Regions from separate parts of the Macaca mulatta genome. Here region 2 is linked to region 1. The links are chromatin contacts, called in public Hi-C maps. All regions are on one chromosome and are shown on one strand. The core of a region is the stretch at or near the end of the contact, and the rest is flanking DNA. Distances in the headings are between cores, read along the strand shown.

Region 1 (2,982 bases), core at 133-2,632:
CCGTTAGGTTTTGTCCGGTCGTACATTTATTCCAACTCGATCATTACCAAGACTTGACCTCCTTTCTGATCTCCTGTGAGTACAAATTAAGCTAGGAGAAGTTTCTGGAGCACTACCCTCTGTGCATATGTGGAACAAGTAATTTGGTTCAGATGAAACAGAATTATGTGGAGTCCTCTGCAGGTGGGTTGAGAACTACGCAGGTAGGACTCACTACTGACCGGTCACCACGTCATCCCAAACCCTTTCAACCCAAGACTCTACCTGATGGGAGCCCGCAAGACACTTACCAGAGCCACAGACAACAAAAATGAAGAGAGCCAATAACCAGGGTCCTACAGACGCCTTCTCTTCGGGGGCATTTCTCTGCAAAAGCGAAAATCCACCATTTCAGATGCAGACAAACCACTCGGACCCCAGGCTCCCACAGCCCCGGTGGCCGGTCCCCTCACCCACAGGTCTCCCCTTCGGTTCCCGAGCCCCTACAGTCTGGCGGCTCGCAGACTCGGGCCCCTACCCCTCCACAGCACAGCCCACAGTCGACCGGATCCGGGAGAAAACGCGACGCGGCCCCAGGGACCCCGACTGTGCCCCGGCTGCGGAACGCAGAGGGGCGACCGCTCTTTCCTTACCGAGGTCTTGGCGACGTTGCCGCGCTGGGTGATGTTCTTGCTGTGCTTCTCGTTGGCCATACGGATCCTCTGCTTGGCGACCATCTTCGCGGCGCCACCACCTGCCCCGGCCACCCCTCGGACTCGCTCGCTCGCCTGCCTCCTCTCGAGCCGCTGCGAGGCTCGGCTCGTGGTGCCCGCGCCGCCGGAGCGCCGAGGTTCTCAGGCCAGGCGCTGGCTACGGCCGCTGGGCCTGGGCGCGGCAAGCGCGGGGACTGAGCACAAGCCGGGCGCCGGTCGCCGACTGACTGGCCAAGCCTGGCGGGTGCACGGGAGGAAGATAACTGGCCGCCGGGTCGTTCTCGCACCGCAGTCGCCGCCGCTTTGGCCGCCGCCGGGAGCGCGGAGTGAAAGAGGAAGGAAACGCAACGCAACAACGGGAATGTGCAGCCCGCCGCCTCGATCTACTTTGGGTTCGGCTGCCAACGTCAGCACTAGGTGGGCTCCGCCCCGCGGAAGTGCGCGCCCCTCCTGCTAGAGAAGGAGGGCGAAAGCAGACGCACCCGCCCCAGTCCAGCCCTCCCAAGCTCGGTCAAGCGTCGCCCCAGATCTGTGCTTGCGCGTTCGGGCGCCTCTTCCGCGTCACTCCGCAACCGGAAGTGAATTGGCCCCGAGGCTGATGGCTCCGGAAACACCAGCTCGCTGTTTCCACGCAGGAGGAGACGTGTAGGGGCCGGGTTCGGCCCTCGTGAACTCTCACCCGAGCGGTTTCTTTTTCCGGGACAACATGGCGCCGTCCACGCCGCTCTTGACAGGTGAGTTCTGAAGAAGCAAGGGACTCTCTTTCTTCAGACTAGTTTCTTATTTTTGTCTTTGTCTTTGAGAACTACCCGAGGAGCCCGAAAAGTCTGATCTGCCTTTTCCTGTGGCTTGCGGAAAGGCCAGACTATCTCTTGGCTTTCTTGATATAGCGTGGCAGTCGGAAGTGAAGTCTCCGCCTCTGGGCTTTCGTATTCCCCCTCCCTTTCACTGATCCATCATTCTTGCCTGCGGATTCATCTTCTACAGGATAGAAGAAGGGGGAGAAAAACAGAATGTGCTAGTTGAATTTGTGACACTTGGGTCTGCAATACTGGTGTTACACGGGCCCTTGTGAAGTCATTTAGCTCTACAGTAAGGACAAAGACAAACAGAGTTAGTCCACTAGAATGACCACGCACATTAAATACACCTGGACTTAAGTAATTCCAAATTCTGGCCTGCCTTCCTTAATGGGGTTTGTAGTACTGAATAGGGAGAGTGGAGCTGTAATGCAGATTTCAAATGATGAAGGTGGGGTTGGAAGAGGATATAGCAGTGAGCATGATAGAGATATTCTAGCAACATTTTATTTTGAAATGGTTATGAGCATATTAAAAGTAGAACATTAGAGGACTTTTGAAATTTTGAAGCTGAAGACAGAGTGTGTAGTGTTGAAGAAGATAATAAACTTAGATTGGACAATGCTGGGGAAGTTGCTTTACTAGGTTGTGGCTAGGAGTATTTGCATGTGAGTATTATGTAAGGGAAAGAATTGGGAAGGAAAAGAAGGCTTTGGTTAAGTTCTGGTAACTATACAGAAGCAAAAAAGTCATTAAGAGAAACGTCTGCATTTGAGGAGGAAGGCCATTTCCTCCCTTTTCCCCCATCCCCTGAAAGGAACCTTAAGGGCCGGGCGCAGTGGCTCACGCCTGTAATCCCAGCACTTTGGGAGGCGGAGGTGGGCAGATCACGAGGTCAGGAGATCGAGACCACCCTCGCTAACATGGTGAAACTCCGTCTCTACTAAAAATACAAAAAAATTTAGCCGGACGTGGTGGCGGGCGCTTGTAATCCCAGCTACTTGGGAGGCTGAGGCAGGAGAATTGCTTGAACCCGGGAGGCGGAGGTTGCAATGAGCCAAGATCGCGCCACTGCATTCCAGCCTGGGCGACAGAGCGAGACTGTCTCATAAAAAGAAAGAAAGAAAGAAACCTTAAAACATTTTTGCACTTTTTGCCAGTCTACGTTTCTATTTCTACATTTTAAAATCTTTATTATTAAGCACCATGCCCACTGATAGTCTGTCTTCTACAGTTTAGTCATCATTTATCAAACGCTGGCTATAATGTGCTAGGTAATATGCTAGGCAGAGACTGTTGGGCAAAGTTACATAATAAATTTTTTTTAGGTTCGTAAAGGTAGCTTGTTATTCACAATTTTTAATACTAAATTCTTATTTGAACTCTAATGAAAACAATACGACATTTAAAAATCTGATAAATAACCTCTCCTTTAAAAATGCCTACAGTAGTTAGTTCCTCACTGCTTACAGGGTAAATTCCATCCCACG
Region 2 (3,051 bases), core at 187-2,686, 53 kb after region 1:
GTGTGCGTTCCCCTGTCTTAGTCCATCTGGGCTGCTATAACAGAATAACTGAGATTGGGTAATTAATAAAGATACAGATTTATTTCTTACAGTTCTAGAGGCTGAAAATTCCAAGATCAAGGGCTCCACATCTTATGGGGACTTTGTGTTCTGTCGTCCAATGGAGGAAGGTAAATGTGCAGGAGAGTGCAAAAGTGAAAGAGCAATAGACAGAAATCGAAACCTTAAGCCCTTTCATAATTGGCATTAATCCATTCAAGTCCTTTCATAATTGGCATTAATCCATTCATGAGGGTGGACCCCTCCCATAGGCCCCATCTCCCAACACTGTTACATTGGGCATTAAATTTCCAACACATGCTTTTCGGGGGATATATTCAAACCATAGCATCCCTCTTGCTGCAATTAATAATAAACAAAATTGTTCAATTACTGGTGTGTTCCTGGTCTTAAAAGTTTTTGACTTGTTCTAAAAGACACATCAACCAATGACAATGTATAAATTTAATTTTGATTCTTATTTTAACAAATGAACAGTAGGAAAATAAGTAGTTATTGAGACATTTGAACACTATTTAATACTAAGCAATTACTATTTTTTAAAGGTGAGATAATGATACTGTGGTCATTTTTTTTTTCAAACAATAGTTCTTTTTTAGAGATATGTGCTTAAATAATTGTAAGCCAGGCATAGTTGCCTGTGCCTGTGTTCCTAACCACTTGGGAAGCTGAGGCAGGATTGCTTGAGCCCAGGGGTGTGAGGCTGCAGTGAGCTATCATCATGCTACTGCACTTCAGCCTGGGTGACAGTGAGACCGTGTTTAAATATATAGAGATGAAATGATATGACGTCTGAGATTTGCTTCCAAATATGCCCAGGAAGGGAAGAAGTGTTTAGAGATATAGACAAATCAAGAACGTCAAAATGTTAGTAACTGTTAAAGCTTGCTAAGGTAGTTACTCTATTTTTGTATAATATACGTTTGGAATTGTTCAAAGGTTTCTTAAAACTTATGTTTAATATTCTTTTAGGAGAAAGCAATATTGTAAGATCAAAGAAAAGGCCATAAACAGGGCACCCCAAAAATTTCAGCATTACCATTCTGAGGGTCAGGAGTCTCCTCCCTCCTATCCGCCAACACTTGAATCAGGGCTGTCAAGTAGGTGTTTCCAAGTGTCTCAGGCAGATAAATGGATAAATTGCAAAACTGGATATAGAACTCAAATCTGCCTCATACATGGGCCCTGTGACACCCCACCAGCTCCTTTGCTCCCTCTCTTCCTTTCTTATGCCGTCCCAGAGTCTTGCACACTACCAAGATGGTGGTGAGTCAGGACAGTAAAACAGGTCGGCTCTTCACTCCAGTAGTGCGCGCAGGCGCCGGGCCGCGCAGGCGCATTACTGCTCCCCTCCCCCGACCTTGGCTGATCGCGCCTGCGCAGTGGGGAGCAGCTCGCGCCTGGGCTTTGGGCTGGCTGCAGTCTTAGTCTGAGGGCGGCCGAAGCGGCTGGCTCAATTAAGATGAGGCTTCTGCTGCTTCTCCTAGTGGCGGCGTCGGCGATGGTCCGGAGCGAGGCCTCGGCCAATCTGGGCGGCGTGCCCAGCAAGAGATTAAAGATGCAGTACGCCACGGGGCCGCTGCTCAAGTTCCAGATTTGGTGAGTATGTGCAGTGGGCCCCGGCCACCCCGCCGCGCCTGTGCTCGGCGCCGCTGGGTACGCGAGGCCCCGGCTTCGCGGCCTAGCTGGCTGCATCTTCGCTGGCCTCGCAGAACGGTGCGGGAGCCCTTCCACAGACAACCTTCTCGCGGGCCCTTTTAGAGCGGTCAGGCCGCCCTCCTTTTCCAGGTACAACTGCTCACTTGATTTTTGCCTCCTAGAACAGTGGGAGTGGGGAAAGAGGGCGCGAGAAGGTTAAACGCTGAAAGGCGAAGACGGGGGGACACCTGTTAGTACGGAGGACCTGTCGGCGGCGTCACGCCATAGCCACCCCGACTGCCTGCGGAGATGGGGATGAGTAGGCGCCGCGTCAGCGGAGGAGCGCCAAGCATTTGTCAGTTCACTTTTCCTGCCTTCTTTTCCGGGGTTATGTTGGGCGGCCTCGCTCCCTGGCTAGGTGAAGGTTAATTCGGGTCGTTGGAGAGGATCCGGGAGTGACAGACGCCGTTTTTCTCCAGGACTTGCTGGGGGGACTGTTGAGTTTGCGAATGGGGCGTCTGACAGCTGGAGGGCGTGAAGGGGAGGTCTGGGGATGCTGGTTCTGTTTGCCATTTCCAAAGTGTCAGAAAAGGAGCACGTTGTTCTTCTAAACTTTGACAGTTCGCTCGCATTCACCCCTCACCTGCCTCCCAGGAGTTGCCTGCTCTGGCATCTCGTTCTACCTTTCAGTTGTCTTGTGTATTCACAGAAAAGATCTCGGCAGTTTTCGACAGTGTTCTTTAAATTATTTTGTTTTTAACCTAATCGTTAGGAACAGGGCAATGATGCCTTTTATACGGTAAGGGAGGTTGCGGGTGGGGATTGAAAAGCTCCAAAGATTGGGGGAAAAAACACCAAAATTGTAAAATTATAGAAATGAGAATCTTAAACCCCCAAAGATGACATTTTCTCAGGATAAACTGACCATCCCAGGATAGCCAGATTAGTAAATCATCAGAGTCCTGATACATCGGAATGCTGGTGTTGGCCATCATTCACTTAAACCCTTCTTTTAAGAACTTCATGTATTAGTATATTAAAGTTTAGATTTTCTACTTCTCCAACTAGCTTTTTGCTTACTCACTGAACACCAAGCAAATCTTTAAAATAATTTTTAAAAATCAGTTTAAGGTGATGTTTGAGTTAGAAAATAAGATGGTGAGACTTTATTTTTGGAGTAAAAACTAAAAACATTGCAATTTCTTCTGAGTAAAAACAAACAAGGCCTGGCGCGCTGGCTCATGCCTGTAATCCCAGCACTTGGGGAGGCCGAAGCTGGCGGATCACCTGAGGTCGGGAGTTCGAGACCACGGGAGTTCGAGACCAGCCTGACCAACATGGAGAAACCGCGTC

What was found. Hi-C and Micro-C count contacts between places; a contact is called where the count stands out from the background.
Region 2: a Hi-C map of liver shows a contact between it and region 1, with 1.9 times the contacts expected there. The contact joins the promoter of SELENOT here to the promoter of EIF2A in region 1. A contact is called at or near these places in 4 of 14 Hi-C or Micro-C datasets (CD4 T cells, blood, fetal cortex germinal zone and 1 more).

Annotation. Positions count from the first base shown.
Region 1 is chr2:53,572,825-53,575,806 of T2T-MMU8v2.0, forward strand. It overlaps EIF2A (eukaryotic translation initiation factor 2A), which reads left to right and starts at 1,383. Exons shown (of 14, transcript XM_015131799.3): 1 at 1,383-1,426. The coding sequence starts at 1,399. SERP1 (stress associated endoplasmic reticulum protein 1) reads right to left here and starts at 1,107. Exons shown (of 3, transcript XM_015131801.3): 1 at 633-1,107; 2 at 291-366. The coding sequence starts at 716.
Region 2 is chr2:53,625,815-53,628,865 of T2T-MMU8v2.0, forward strand. It overlaps SELENOT (selenoprotein T), which reads left to right and starts at 1,437. Exons shown (of 6, transcript NM_001159414.2): 1 at 1,437-1,659. The coding sequence starts at 1,523.